Linked DNA regions of Mus musculus: region 1 is linked to region 2. A link is a contact called in public capture Hi-C data. All regions are on one chromosome and are shown on one strand. Each heading gives the region's core, a stretch centred on a gene start, on an enhancer-like site or on the middle of the called end of the contact. The rest is flanking DNA. Distances are from core to core; before and after follow the strand shown. Region 1 overlaps Tmem135 (transmembrane protein 135). Region 2 overlaps Tmem135 (transmembrane protein 135).

Region 1 (4,775 bases), core at 1,171-3,670, 73 kb before region 2:
AGCAGTGTTAGACAGGTAAGGTACAGCGAGCCGTCCTTTAAGATTGGCCCCTTTCTCTTAGCATAGGTTGTTTTATATTACTGTCTTGTGTCTTTTTTCCTTTTTAAAATTTATGTGATTTAAATTTATGTGACTTAAAAATTTATTCCTCTTAAAATTTCATGTGTACTTTCTTAGGATTATTCTTGCTATGATGAAGCACCATGACCAAAGATGAGATGGGAAGAAAAGGTTTATTTGGCTTACACTTGCACATCATAGGCTGTCATGGAAGGAAGTCAGGACAGGGACTCAAACAGGGCAGGATCCAGGAGGCAGGAGCTGATGGCGTGTAGAGGGCATGGAGGGAGGGGTGTTGGTTATTGGCTTCCTCATCATGGCTTGCTCAGCCTGCTTTCTTTTAGAACCCAGGACAACCACCCCAGTGGTGCCTTTCCAGCACTCTTCTCCACCTTCTGGCTCTTGTATTCATTCCACTCCCTCTTGCATGATATTTCTAGAACCTTTGTGGGCCAGAGAGGCTTGGAATACAATCACGGTTGTGTATTCTCCACATTAACTGGTAGGTACACTGTGCAATAAGAACCTTCTCTGACCAAACTGAGAACAGTGATTTTTTTTTTTTTTTGTGCCTTAAAAAAAAATTATTTCCAGGTAGTATTTATTCCATAGACATGTAGCAGTTTGTTAAATCACTCACCTGTTGAAGAACATCTGGTTTTATAATTTGTTAATTATGAACAAAGCTGTTATAAAGCATTTGTATACAAGGGTCATGTTAGCATGAATGTTCAATTCTTAGAGATAAATACACACCCATGATAGCAGGACATGATAGTTTTTCATCAAACTGCCAAACTGTCCTATTGCATATCTTAATCATATCAGGTTTCTACTAGTAACAAGTGAGTGCCTAGGTTGTCTGAATTTTTGCCAGCATTTGATATTGTCGTTGTGTATTGTGTGCATTTGTAAGATGTGTGTGTGTGTGTGTGTGTGTGTGTGTTTGTGTGTGTGTGTGTGTGTGTGTGTGTGTGTTTGTGTGTGTGTGTGTGTGTGTAGGGGGGCAGGAGCTCGCGTGCTCTTAGCAGTGCATATGCATGTGGAGGTTATGATCAGTGACAGGAGTCTTCCTCTGTCACCTCTCCACCTTACTGTTTTGAGACAGTGTCTTTGATTGGACTTAAAGCTCCATTTCAGTTTGACTGGCTGGTGAGGGAACCCGAGAAATGTACCGTCTCCGCCTTTCAGGGCTGGGGTTACAGAGGCACAACACTGGTGTGGTACTTTTTAAAAACGCCTGGGTGCTGGGATCTGAACTGAGGCCCTCATGCTTGCAGAGAGCACTTTGAGCCATCTCTCCAGCCCTGACATTAGTTTTCATTTTAGCCATTCTAATGGTTGTATAGTGATAGCTCATTGTAATGTAATTAACATTTTCTTACTCATTTGTTTGGTATTTATATATTCTATTTGGAAAATATCTCTTCTTACCTTTATTCTAATTGGATTTTTTTTTCTGTTGCCTTTAAGATTCACACACACACACAGACACACTCACACACACTCATATATTAGACTCTAGTCTTTAATTAGATGAAGACTTTCCGTTTTCTCCTATTCTGTAGCATATCTATTGTTCTCCTAATAGGTTTTTTACCTCTCTTACCAGGAAATGAAGTCCAATTTATCAAATATTTTTTTGACCATCAGTTTCAAGTCTGAAATCTCTTTGCTTTGCCCCATTGTCTTAAAAATTTCCCACATTCCTCCAAACGTTTTTTAGTTTTTGATGTTATATAATGTCTGTGACCCATTTTAATTACTTTTTATACAAAATGTGAAACCTAGCTTAATATTTCTTTCCTCTCTTTCTAATTTGTGGATAGCCGTTACTAACTTATAGATGGCACTGTCTATTGGAACCACTTTCTTTCCTTTGTGGAATTGTTTTTGTGCCTTTATCAAAAATTAGATGTATTTGGTTTTGTATTTTGTTCTCCTCATGTGCTTGCATTGTTAGCATTACACAATTGATCTAGAGCTAGTTTTTCTGCAGTTTTAAAATTGTTATTTATAGCAATTCTACTTCCTTTGCTTTCTGTGTAAATTACAGAAGTCTAGTTGTTTTTTTTTTTTTTTTTTAACGGAGATCTCTGTTGAAGTGTGTAAAGAATTGTGTTGGATCTGCATTTCACACTTTGTACAATGGACATGTAATTTATGAACATGGCTTGTACAGTAGCTTGGATTTTTTGAATCTCCATAAAGGCCCATGTGTTGAAGACTTAGTTCCCTGACTGTAATGCTATTGGGAGATAGAGGCAGACTTACTGGTGGGTCACATGGAAGGAAGTTAGGTCACCCGGGGTCACTAAAGGGAATAGTGGGACCTTTGCCCATTCGTTTCTCTCCCTCCCTTTTTGGCTGCCACATGTTTCTTCTCTGATTGCCTTACTCCACACAAAAGCCACAGAGCAGACTCATGGGCCTTTGGAACTAGGAGCTCCAAACTATTCTAGTAAGTTGTTTCCCACAGGTGCCTTGTCTTAGTGCTGAGAAGCTGGCTAATAGCTTGTGTCTCGTTTCTTCACCAGCATCGAGTAGTTCATTCATTCCCGAGTTCTCATTAGCAGCACTTTAGGATTAGGGTTAGGATTGCCACACTGCCGTATGGATTATGGTTGGTTATTCACCCCCACCCCTGTCGGGACTTCATATACCTAAGATGGCCCTGGGCTTCCTTTTTTTCATTCTTTCTTTGTATGGCTGGCAGCTGAGTTGAAGTCGGAGAGATGGTCAGTTTCAGAGACTCCGTGGATGAAATAAGACCTTAGCAGAGGCCACTGGACTCGCTGGCCTCCAGCTTTAGGAAGTGTTATTTCCAGGGAGATAGGGGATGAATGGAGAGGCTGCCATCCTCCTGTCTCTCCCCAGTGCCTTCCTCTCTCCCACCCCACTAACTCCCTAATCTTGTGGTTCTATCCTTTGTTCCTCTGTACTGTTTCCGAACAATGAACAATGATTTCCGGCTCACCTGAGAGGAGTCTGGTATCAGTTCCGCCCCTCTCCCCCCTCCCTGAACCTGTGGTCAGCCCACGCCACACTCAGTGCAGTGACGCTGCACAGCCCTGTGCTTCTGAGTGCACACATGGAATCGCCTGCTCTACGTAAATCCCTATCAGGAACACATTATGGTTCTCTTTACTTTATCCCCGCTGACATTACTAGTGCGCTCACTGAGTCGTTTCACATCTTGATTTTTATCTCATCTCACGGTACCAGGGTTTTGGTGGTTTTATTTTAATCTAGAAATCATCCCTTTAAACTCAAAGTTTATGAAAACCAAGCCAAACAGGCTTTAAAACCAAAACCAAATCAAACAAACAAAGAAACAAACACATTTAAAATTACTAGGTGAGTCTCATATTTTTAAATGTCTGTGGTGTTTGAGGCCTTGCCATGTCACCATGGGAGGACACCTTCTAGGAGTAGGTTCTCTCTCTCCCACATGGGTTCTGGGATGGAGCACAGATCATAAGGCTTGGAAGCGAGCACCTTGATTCCTTAAGCCCACTTGTTGGCCTATCATTAATTTTTTTTTCAGGACTCTAGAATGCCAGAAGTCATTAGCCTGTTTATGCCTCCCCGATATCCCTCACAGCTGCTGTTTGAATCTCTGAACCATTGCTTAGCTTTTGGTGTCAGACAGAGGTTCCCTGAGATGGTGGGCTGGGCTGGCAATGGCTAATGGAGCTTCGTTGTAGCATGTGCTTTTATTTGGGTTGCTATTTACCTTTTCCTTTTGAAAGTATATTTTTCATTTGAAAACGGCTTTTATGGCTTTACATGTACCTACCTTGGAGCTGACTTATCTTGTGATCCATGTTATAATTATATTTGTGATTTTTTAAAATTAATTTTATTTTTATTATACTTACCTACCTTGAGGCTCACTTGTCATGTGACCACGAGATGGTGGTGGTGATGATAGTGGCGGTGATGATAGAGATGATGTTCTTGATATGTGCCTGCCTTGGAGTGAACTCTATCATGTGACCCATGCTGTCCCTGTTTTTTAACTTAAGTGAATGCAAGCACCTTCTGTTCTAAAACTTTGCTTGTACAGAGGAGCTAGGCAAACGGCATAGATTTTTACGTTAGTCTTTCACACGCGCTTTATTCAGTAGTATTCCATATAAGAGCGAATGTAAGTGGAAACAGTTGGTTGGCTTAAGTAACAAAGCCTCCTCCTTTCCAGATTGCAGCTGTTCTCCGGAAGCGCAAGCTGGAGTATTACCTGTACAAACTGCTTCCTGAGATCCTCCAGTCCGCCTCCTTCCTGACTGCTAATGGGGCCTTGTACATTACTTTCTTCTGCATTTTAAGGTTGGTACTCATAGTCACCAATCCATGTTAAAGAATTTGCTTTGTTGAAATGGAAACGGTCTTAGTTACTGTTCTATTGTTGTGGAGAAACACCATGATTGGGGCAGCTTACAAAAGAAGTCCCATGGCCTTGCATGCAGCGTTAGCGGGGGAGTCCATGATCGGTATGTCCTGGAACCTGGTGGCAGGCAAGCATGGTGCTGGAATAGTAACCCAGAGGGAGGGAGAGAAGAAGGAGGGGGAGGAGGGACAGCAGAAGGGAGAGTGGGATTAAGGGAGAGGGGAAACGGGAGAGTGGGCTTGGTGTGGGCTTTCTAAACCTCAGAGTCACATCCCAGTGTCATGCGTCCTCCTCCAAGGCCACACCCTCCTCCTAGCTTTTCCTA
Region 2 (4,774 bases), core at 1,384-3,883:
CTGCATCTGAGTAGATCCAGTTTCTCTTTTTGGGTTTCCTAGTTGTGTCTTGGGGTAATATACTTAATTTCTTGCAAATTGGTATTCAGAGTTTTGAGAATGTGGATTAGATGAGGTTTATGGCTCTGGATCGCTTTACCATTTTCAGCTTCTAGGAAGATGCATATGTGCTGTCCGCCTCATACATTCAAGTTTAGGTTACCAGCCTTGCCTGTCCATGAGAATTGCTTTGAAATGCTATGAACTTGCAAGGCTGGGCTAGTCTGGTATATACATATTATTTTTAACTAGTGACTCATTTCAGTTCATAGCTGCTTCTCTAAAACATCTTGAAATGTCTTTCATTTTTTACTTTTCGAACTTAAGAAAGATAATAGTTTAAGGTAATATAAAGAAATAACACAATACAGAGTTTATTTTAAAGGTTTACTACATAGAGAATACAGCCGTATGATTTGTTGCTGATTTGACAAGGTGTTTATGGAGTTTGACTCTGAATCTACTTGTGGCATTTGTCTTAGTGTCATTTCCTGTTGCTGTGAGAAAATACCCTGGAAAAAGCAACTTAAGACGGGATTGACTTGGCTTCCAATTCCAAACTATGGTCCATTGTTGCTTAGAACTTAAGGCAGCGGAACTTGAAATGACTGGTTGCATCACGTCCGTAGTCAAAAAGAGAGAGACGAGCTAATAAATACGTGCATGGTAGTGTTCAGCTCCTTCTCTGCCTTTCATTCAGTGCATTGTACGGCCCAGGAAATGGTGCTATCCACTCAATTCACTTGAGAGCATCTCCAGCAGACGTGTGCACATGCCCACAGGACATATCGACAGTCCCTCATGAGGCGCCCTTCTCACATGATAGCAATTATGTCAGGTTAACAATTTAAAACAAGTTATTCTACTTGGCTTATTAGGGTGGGAGCCTTTCTTTTGTAACTTTCTAGGAGCCTGCTTTAATAGCTTGTTGGGGCCGGCCAGCAGCTCACATGTCCGGGTTCGAGCCTGGAAGGCATCTTGGAATCTGGAAGAAAAGAGGGAGCCTAGGCGGGTTGAGAAATAATGGAACCAAGACATGCTAGTCTGTTCAAGGTTCAACTTTAATGTCAGGGAACACGCCTTATAAAGAAAAGGGGAGAAAGTCCATTCCCGCCAATTCATCCTTGGAGCCTGGAACCAGCTGCAGGTGATGACTGCAGAATAGGGCGTAGTTTCCAGAATAGCTCCGGGGGCTTCTCAGAAGGTAGCAGTATCTTGAAGAGGAACAGCAGCAGTGGCAGAACAATAGAGTGATCTAGGGAGGAAGGCTCCATCTTAAATAATCTCTTTAGTGGCAGCAAGGTCAAGTTCTGGCTTAGCATGCTTCAGGTTTATGGGAGGCTACAATAACTGGTGCAGAATACTCCACAGCAGTGAGAATCCCTTGGTTCTAGAGCTATGTTTCATGAGTCAGGAGCCTGGTGGATGATAAGGATCTGAGTGTTGGATGGACAAATATGTGGATGGATTTACCAAAGGCTTTTGTGGCAAATGCTGTTTTATTTCTGTTTAAGACAGATAGTAATATAAATATCCTTATTGACATTTTTATGTTTAAGTGTTAGTACTATATTAATTCAAAGATTTGGTGGTAGGATCCATAAGAGAGGGAACTTGCTGGATTTATCTTTCTGGATCTGGGTTACCTCCCTGAGTATATTTTCCAGTTTCATGCATGTTCCTCTAAGTTTCATGGTTAGCTTTTCATTACAGATTAGATGAATTCCATTGTGTATATCTACTAGATTTTCATTATCTCTTTCCTAGGTGTTGTGAAGAGAACTGCATTGAACATGCCTAAGCAAGTATCTCTCAAGTAGGGTATTGAGTTGTTTGGGTATATGCCAAGGAGTGAGATGATAGAAGTATTTTTAACTTTGAGAATTTTCCTCATTGATTTCCATAAAGGCCGTACCAGTTTGCATTCTCACTAGCAGTAGATGAGGGTTTTCTTTTCTAGCATCTTCTCTAGCATTTGTTGCCAGCTGAGTTTTTAATCTTAGCCATGATGACTGGAGTAAGACACAATCTCAGATGGTGAAAAAACAAAGCATTAGTATTACAGACGGGGGTGACTTTGAGGTTTGATGACAACAGAATGCCAATAACTGGAAGCAGATATTTTTAAAGAGCATATTAGACAAATCTAGCCTGTGGCAGTGTAGTAATATGTAGCACTTCCTCTCTCCCCTTTCTTCTCTTGAATAATTGTGTGCTTGTAAGATCTTCTTCCGTGCTATTAAGTTACATACAAAACTAACCATTTAAGCTTCTAGGATACCTTGTCTACTAGTTGAGCCTAAATTTTGCCACATGAACCTTTTCTCTCAGTGTCTTTTCTGAGATGAAAGCATTGCATCTTGAGAAATATGATCATGTATCTATAAGGCATCTGTCACAATGTCTAGTATGAACTAAATGTGTTAGATTTGTCCTATGCTAAATCATAATTATTTTCTTTTAATAGTATGGTTGTGTTGTAATTTTTTCATAGTGTGTAAGCTGAGAGTCCATAGTGAGAGAGTTTAAATGATTTCCTCTATAGCTGCATTAACAACAGTGTTCTGCTCCCTTCCGAGTCGTCAGTTACTTCCTTGAAAGTCATGCTACTTAGATTGGCATGGACTGTGGTGTATGCAGTATGTGTTCAGTTACAAACTTCCTATACTTACTCAACCAAATCCTGCTGATTACATCTTTGTTTTTATACAAGTAATAAACTCGTCAGGAAGTGCAGTGACAGAAGAAAAACTGACTTGCAAAGAGCACTGTACACAAAAGAGGGTAAAGTTACTGCTTGTTGAGTACCCGGTTCTCCTGAGAAGTGGAAATGGTTGGTCAAAGGTCCCACTGAGGTGAGACACTAACCTTCCACAGACACAGGCTTCTTTTCTGTTGATCTTATAAAGGAAACTGGATAGCTGCTTCTGCAGCATAACCTTTGATTTTTTTTTTAAAACAGGAATAAAGTATTAAGATACCATATCTACTGACATGGAAATATTCTCTTTCTTAATTTATTAGTTTCTCCTCATTTGCCTGTATCTTTCAAGAAAAGATAATTAAAAACAAAAGTTCTGACCTTTTTAGAATGTTCCCAAATGCCATATTCTGATGGTTCTTCTTTTCTTCTGGACTGATTTCAAAATTATTTGTTTGGAAAGCTGTACAATAATGTACTAGATTTTATCTTATAAAAGTTATAGTGTATTTAACAGGATCCAAAGAATGACAGATGTAATAGTATAGGTTGGTTGCAAGAGTTATTATGCAGAGAATTCCCAAACTAGTTTCTGTAATGTATTGGGAATAAATGAATCTCAATGACAAAGCAGAAAGTTTGAGCTCAGTAAAGTCTGCTTGTCATCACATCTGGGGATACAGTGTTAGTTATCACAACTGAGTGATGCAGTGTTAGTTATCACATCTGGGTGATGCAGTGTTAGTTATCACATCTGGGGAGTTCCAGTGTTAGTCATCACATCTGGGGATACAGTGCTGTAGGTGGCTTCGGTAAATGTGGGTTTCTATCTGGTTGTATAGAAAACAAATCATGCTGTCAGCAACCTGCATGGGATAGGTACTTCGGTTGGTGACTTGTCTAAAGTAATGTCTCAGTCCTTTCTTTTGTAATTCTGTTAGTTGGAATAATAATACATTTAGTAGGTGGTTAAAATTTCACTGTTTTACCACCTCTGGCAGACAGTGTATAGTATCTGTTGGAATGGTGTCAAAGATTGTATTTCAGAGCTTGAATTTTCATGTTGTCTGACATTTTAAAAAATTTAATCTACTATGAATAACTCATAACTCATCAAATTATATTCAGTGATTTTTCTTCTTACTCTAAATGTACAGAATTTATTTAGCAAACGTTGGTTCAAAGAAGTCCAAGGACTAAACCCAGATTTTAAATACCTTTTCTATACCAACTATGTGTGTGTATGACTTTCTTTTCTGAAGTAATATACCCTGCCCACAATTCACATGTGATCAGGCTTCTCTGATCCAAGGCTTCAGTGACCTTGCTCTCTTAGTCATCTGAATAAGCTGAGGGTACAGGTATGCCTGATACTGTAGTCATCTCTACCATAAAAAAAAACCCTCATTTGCTTAATTAAACCAAACTACTTTTGATATAAACATAAAAGTAAATGTCTTACACTTTTCCTTAACCTAAGCAATATCTGACCAACTATCAAATAGGTTTTATTTTTTCAGAAATTGGAAGGATTCTTAAGATAGCATCAGCTTATTTTGATCCTAATACTAGATTTAGGCTAGGAGACTAATACTTTCCATATGGGTATTGCTAGTCCCAAATACTTCCTCTCAGTCAGCCACCCTCTAAACTTAAACTTGAATGCATGCAGAAGCAAATATGGTTGTAAACATTAAAACATTCAGGGTTGTACAGAGTGTACCAAACTAATTTTGTGTGTAATAGTAGAATGAATTAAGCAGTAGTATTTAGATCTTTCGGCTTATAGAAATACATGTCTGTCTGTTCTATCTATCTATCTATCTATCTATCTATCTATCTATCTATCTATCTTTTTAAAAATGTTTGATTGATTCTTACCTCTGTTTTCTGTATGTGAAGTTATGTGTAGTGTCAAGTGCCATGTGATTTGGTTCAGGGAGTCAGGTCAGAAAAGAGATATGCATTTAATGGTAAAGAGGTGCCCTTAATTTCAGGCAGAAAATTACACAGCTTTCTCATGACTTAGAAGCA

What was found. Capture Hi-C pulls out chosen DNA fragments and counts their contacts.
Region 1: a capture Hi-C map of bone marrow-derived macrophages shows a contact between it and region 2, with 8 times the contacts expected there. The contact joins two enhancer-like sites. A contact is called at or near these places in 1 of 15 datasets of contacts at CTCF or cohesin (the NIH/3T3 cell line), 3 of 484 Hi-C or Micro-C datasets (CD4 T cells, liver and trophoblast stem cells), 4 of 115 datasets of contacts at active chromatin or transcription factors (bone marrow-derived macrophages, double positive thymocytes, embryonic stem cells and 1 more) and 1 of 9 other capture datasets (bone marrow-derived macrophages).

Annotation. Positions count from the first base shown.
Region 1 is chr7:89,306,751-89,311,525 of GRCm38.p6, reverse strand. Tmem135 (transmembrane protein 135) reads left to right here. Exons shown (of 15, transcript NM_028343.5): 2 at 4,262-4,389. Among named protein-coding and RNA genes, the nearest start is that of Tmem135, 30 kb to the left of the region's middle. Within about 2 kb of position 2,420, at least 59 of the 459 cell types and tissues checked have an H3K27ac peak or open chromatin away from gene starts, as enhancers often do. A contact at or near this core is called in bone marrow-derived macrophages, where this site is marked.
Region 2 is chr7:89,234,225-89,238,998 of GRCm38.p6, reverse strand. All of the region lies in intron 5 of Tmem135 (transmembrane protein 135), which reads left to right. Among named protein-coding and RNA genes, the nearest start is that of Tmem135, 100 kb to the left of the region's middle. Within about 2 kb of position 2,633, at least 31 of the 459 cell types and tissues checked have an H3K27ac peak or open chromatin away from gene starts, as enhancers often do. A contact at or near this core is called in bone marrow-derived macrophages, where this site is marked.